Linked DNA regions of Macaca mulatta: region 1 is linked to region 2. Evidence: chromatin contacts called from public Hi-C data. All regions are on one chromosome and are shown on one strand. The core of a region is the stretch at or near the end of the contact, and the rest is flanking DNA. Distances in the headings are between cores, read along the strand shown.

The links. A called contact is a pair of places that touch in the nucleus more often than the background predicts.
Region 1: a Hi-C map of liver shows a contact between it and region 2, with 2.2 times the contacts expected there. The contact joins the promoter of DDX17 here to the promoter of DMC1 in region 2. A contact is called at or near these places in 3 of 14 Hi-C or Micro-C datasets (CD4 T cells, cortical neurons and liver).

What each region holds. Positions count from the first base shown.
Region 1 is chr10:13,027,637-13,030,336 of T2T-MMU8v2.0, reverse strand. DDX17 (DEAD-box helicase 17) reads right to left here and starts at 1,277. Exons shown (of 13, transcript NM_001435961.1): 1 at 917-1,277. The coding sequence starts at 1,203.
Region 2 is chr10:12,961,602-12,964,498 of T2T-MMU8v2.0, reverse strand. DMC1 (DNA meiotic recombinase 1) reads right to left here and starts at 1,593. Exons shown (of 14, transcript XM_001094012.5): 1 at 1,440-1,593.

The sequences.
Region 1 (2,700 bases), core at 28-2,527, 66 kb before region 2:
GCCTCCCGAGCAGCTGGGATTACAGACATGCGCCACCAAGCCAGGTTAATTTTGTATTTTCAGTAGAGACAGGGTTTCTCCATGTTGGCCAGGCTGGTCTCGAACTCCCGACCTCTAGTGATCCGCCCGCCTCGGCCTCCCAAGGTGTTGGGATTACGGGCCTGAGGCCTGTGCCCGGCCCACAATACCAAGAACTTTCTAGCGAGGCAGAATAGTTGATGCTGCAGTCCAATTAGAAAAAAAACGCCGAAATATTAAAACTAAATTAACGACCCAAAAAAAATCCTTCCCCCAAACACGGTCATTTAGATGGCAAGCAACTCCATTGCTTTACATCCCAATGCATTTCCTTCGACTTAAAATACGACTGAAGAGGATTAAAACCTATTTTTAAAAATGAGAAGCTGGTCTTTTCGTCTCGTGTCTTAAACAGTGAACTCTGGGGAGAGAACGTCAAGGCTGCCATTTAATGTAAAGCTTTCCTGCGCTGAAGTCTTCTCTTAGGAAGATCCGTGTTTTTCCAGATGAACGCCGAGGCCTGAAGACATCAAACGGCCCGCTCCAAGCGGCCAGGCCCGAGAGCCGGGACGCCAGGCGAGGCGCCTAAGCCCGGGCCGGGGCTGCTGCGGCCAGGCCGCCCCTCCCGATCCCCCGCGGGGCTGAGACGAGGCCGGGCCGCGCCACGACTGCCTTTCGCAAAGAGAGGCCCAGCGTCGCCAAGCCGCCGCCCTCCTTGGGTCCCGAGTGACCCTGGAGCCGAGGCCCGCGCACGAAACCGCTGTCTGGCCTCGAGTCGCCTCGCCTCCCGGGGTCAGGAGCAGGACTCCCAGGCCCGCAGTCCGCTGGGCCTCCCCAGAAAGCAACTCCCCCACCCCCACCCCCACGCCAGGCCTCTCCTCTCCTCCCCCACCCTTACCCTCCACGGTCACGATCCCGGTCCCGGTCCCCAAAGCCTCCTCCGCGCATGGTCCCAAAAGGATAGAGATCTGGGAGCGGGGCACGGATGGCCGGGCTCGGGAGGGCCTGCGGCTCCGGTCTGGTGACGACCGATGGCGGCGGCGCCTCCGCTGTTGGGGCGGCGGCAGGCGCAGCGCTCTCTCGCTCCGACGCGCTGTCTCCCGTCGCAGACGCCACCGTCGCCGCCTCTCTCGTCGGAGACGGGAGCAAAACACAGAGAATCGGGGCTACAAAGCCGGCGGGCAGGTTTGGCTACGCTCAAACCGGGCAGTGCCGCGGTTTAGGCGTCTCCTTCCTTCCCAGCGACTGCACAAAATGGCGGCCGCAGCTGAGTCGGCTCCAACTTAACGCTACGTACGCCGGAGACGATACGTAAACAGCGTCTCGGAATAGCCCGAGGGCTCCGCGGGGAACTACGGGTATTCTTGGAAGCGCTTTACGTCAGTTGCGACGATCGGCGTATTTTGCGGTCTGTACAAGAAAAACAAAGTACGGAGCGAGCGTAGAGTTCTCGCGCCACCTGAACTAGAACGTGGGGTGCGGTGGGAGGAAGCGCTTCTGGTGCGACGTAACATTCTTTGCGTCGTTAGCCGGCCCGCTGTTGCGAAGATGCGCAGTATGCGTAACGCATTCTGTTTAGAGAATAGAGGATTTTTGCCTGATTCCGATCTCGGGACAGACCCCGCGGCCGGCTTGTGGAAGTTGCTTTGCAGAGACAATAACCGTCCTCCATATTGTTATCAAGTTTCAGGGCCTCCTGGTGCCAGAAGTCGGGAGGGTCTTAAGTTCCCTGGCTGGCCTTCCTACATGGGGCCGGCAGCCCTCTCGCCCCGCAGCCCTCGGCCCGCTGAGAATGGCGGCGGGCCCCGGCGCCATTTCCTTTCCGTTGCCTCTCGCTGTTCTGTCTCCGGCAGCCATGATGGATGCGCCGTGTCCCTTTCTTTCGGGAGTTTATGAGGTGGCGATGTCCGCTCCAGGTTAAAGGGTCCTCAGCTACACTTGGTTCACACCGAGGTGCATTTTCTGAACCGTGTATTTTCACCGTCTCTGGCCGAGCACAGCTGTTGCTAATACAGAAACAAAATGTGCTTGGAGGCCGGGCACGGTGGCTCAGGCTTGTAATACCAGCACTTTGGGAGGCCGAGGCGGGAGGATCACCTGAGGTCCGGAGTTCGAGACCAGCCTGGCCAAAATGGCACAACCCTGTCTCTACGAAAAATACAAAAATTAGCAGGGCATGGTGGCGGGCGCCTGTAGTCCCAGATACTTGGGAGGCTGAGGCAGGAGAATCGCTTGAACCTGGGAGTCGGAGGTCGCAGTGAGCCGAGATCCTGCCACTGCACTCCAGCCTGGAGACGGGGCGAGACCATGTTTCAAAAAAAAAAAAAAATTGGTTGGAGCCCCAGTGGACTCCGTGGGCACTTTGCTGCCGTTAAACGGCGCTCCTCAGAAGGTCCGGAGAAGACCCCAGCACTCTCGGGAGAACAAGGTTTCAGAGTAATGGTCTTTTTAGATGCGTAAAAAGTGAAAGCTAAGGACAAGTGTTTAACCAGGCTAGCCCACATTCTCCGCTCAATTCCTTCCAGACTGGCTTCCCTCTCCTTACCTGCTTCCTGTCCTCTCAAACTGCATTTTAAAGCCCCGCAATCTTGGCCAAATGGCGTCACACAACTGTTGAGCTGTTAGGGCCCTCGAGACGAGCCCATCTAACGTCTCAATTCAACAGATGGCTAGAAGCGGGGA
Region 2 (2,897 bases), core at 344-2,843:
TGTTATTTAAAATTGCTTATTGCTTTTAATCTTTCTTGTTTATGTTTAACAACAAAACTCTAAGAACCTTGACAATATATCATTCTTCCTTGTGTCCTCCCTGGCACCTCCAACTTTGTCCTCAATAAATGGATTTTATTTTTCTCATCTATGATGAATGCCTTCCTGTCTGCTGATTATGAATGGGTACTCCTGTAACACCTACCTTTTTGTTTCATAGAACATTAGCTATACTTTCTTTCACAGTATTTACTAGTTTCATGATTTTTTTTAAGATTTAAAAATATGGTGGGCCGGGCGCGGCGGCTCACTGCCTGTAATCCCAGCACTTTGGAAGGCCAAGAAGGGCAGATCACAAGGTCAGGAGTTCGAGACCAGCCTGGCCAAACCCCGTCTCTACTAAAAATACAAAAAAAATTAGCCGGGCATGGTGGTGGGCGCCTGTAATCCCACCTACTTGGGAGGCTGAGGCAGGAGAATCGCTTGAACCTGGGAGGCGGAGGTTGCGGTGAGCCGAGATTGCGCCACTGCACTCCAGCCTGGGCGACAGTAAGAGGCTCAGTCTCAAAAAAAAAAAAAAAAAAAAAAAAAAAAAAAAAAAATTGGTGGATCATAATATTATAGTAAGGCTGATAAGCAGTTAAAGTTTTTAACATTGTAGACCCAAAGAGAAATCTCAGGAATCCACAAGGCGTGATTGTGTTTATTACAATAAAATGCGGTACAAATAATCATTTTTCTTGGTCGATTCCATTTCCTCATTTGATACCAAAGTCAGGGGTTGGACCTTAGAACAAAGGGAACGAACTATTAATACGAAGGCAGGAGCAGGGTCCTACCACCCAGCACCTCAAACCGCAAAGGATGGAAGGCAACCGAGACCGTTCGGATGGGATCTTCGGGGACACTGTCCTTCAGATGGCTAGCTATGAGTACCCCAATTCCACATTTACTGCCCCCATCGAAGAAAAAAACATCCATTTCTTCTCCCCGTGATGAAATGAAAAGATTGTCCCCCATCTCTCAAAGAGCCGTCGATGGACTGAACGGTTGGCTTGAAGGCAGGGCTCCCCAATCCCCCGGTTTAAGACCACCCAGCTGTCCCCTCTGGTGGGGGCAGCAGCGCGGTCGGGTCGCCCTCGACGCCTCCCTCAACAGGAGGCCTGGGCAGACCCCGTGCGGCCGCCGGACATTTTCCTGACAGGGGATTCCCTGGTCAGGAGGATGAGGCGGGCTCTCCTAGACTTAGGTCCGATTAGATTGAAAATAAGGAGGTTGGAAATCCCTCAAGGTCACTAAAATTCCTCCCCAGGGGTCGGAGCGGAACGCTCAGAGTCGCTAGCCCGGGAACCCCAAAAAAAAGAGCGAGAAAGGGAAGCGCGCCTTCTCAAAACGAGCGTCCGCTCAGTCTTCGCACGCTGTCCGTTTATGCCACTTACCCCCCTCGTACCCACAGTCTCCCCGAGATTTTCAAGGTGAAGCCCCTCTGCCCCCGCCCGACCTTTCCAGTCCTCAGCTGACAGGATTCTAACTCGGGCCCAGAACGCGGAGCCTGGAAACCCGCGCGCCGTTGACCACAGGATTTGGCGCCAAATGAGGAAGGCGGGGCGAGGACCAAGGGGCCGGGGCGGGGCGCAGCCTGAGGAGGCGAGGTGAGGGTGGAAGGGCGGGGAGCGGGCGGGCCCACAGGGGGCGACGCGGGGAGGGGAGCTATGGGGGCGGGGCGAAGAAGGAGGGGCGGGGGAAGAGCGGGCTCACAGTTGGGGGAACCAGAGGGCGTGGCCTGCAGGGGGCGTAGCGAGGGGAGAGTCGGGGCAGGGCGCAGGGCGAGGGGGCGGGGCGAGGACTGAGGGGCGGGAAACCAAGAGGAGCCTCCGGCGCGTGGCGCGCTGAGGTGAGGGAGTGAGGGAGGGGCGCTGTGGAGGGAGCGCCCTGAGGAGCGGGGCCTTGAAGGGAGGAGACCGTTGAGCTGGGGCGTCCCTCGAACTGAGCACCTCGCTAAAGTCCGGGAGAGGACCCTGAGGCAAGGGTTCTGAGGAGGACGCCTTGAATCGGGGGAGGGGCGCTGAGCAGAGGTGGCTGACGTTGGCAATAGGTCTTGGTCGCGAGGGTCGCAGATGGAGCCTTGGGTTAGAAGGTCGAATCCGGGCCCCTTTCCCCCCGCCGCCGCTGCCCGTGACTTCTCTTTCGCCTCCGGGTTTTCATGCCTGGCTTCAGAGTTTGGCCGTGCTCCCTCAGCGTTCCTAATTTCCCACTTTCTGACTCTCACCATTTGCCACTCTTGTCTGTGATTGAGATACCCAAGGCCCATTCAGGATGGAGAGTAATTTTTTTCTCTGTCTTAACTTGAAGTTTTAAATAGACCACAGACGCCAAGTATATTTTGGTTCGGCTTTTAAATAGAAGTCGCAGGCCAGCCTTCGTGCCAGCAGCGCCATCGCTGGCAGCGTCCTCCTCCTCCCCTCACGCGGAGACTGACTTGAGGAGAGTCAGGAAACATTTGAGAGAGCAGCTGCCGAGGTGGAGGCTGTGATGTATCTTGGATGAATCTCTGTGCAAACAGTTCTTTGGGTTCAAGACCTAGTACAGGGCGATCCTTTTTTGTTTTTTCTGTCTGAATCATTTTGCTGGAATAAATAGCAAAACATTCCCACAATAGCAGTTGGCATTTTTGTGTAGGACGCTCCCCCGCCCCCAACAGGTGGATCGTTTCAAGATCCAACAAATAACTGCCATTGTGCTTCCAAATCTGTTATTTTCGCCCAAACATAGCCGTCCCTGTTATATGGAAATGAATGCCCATTTGGGGAAGGAACTGGATAGTGATGAAAGGCTTTCACTCTGAGGCCTCACCTAAATAATTATGGGAACTTTTGAGCAACTCGTTAGGTGAAGAC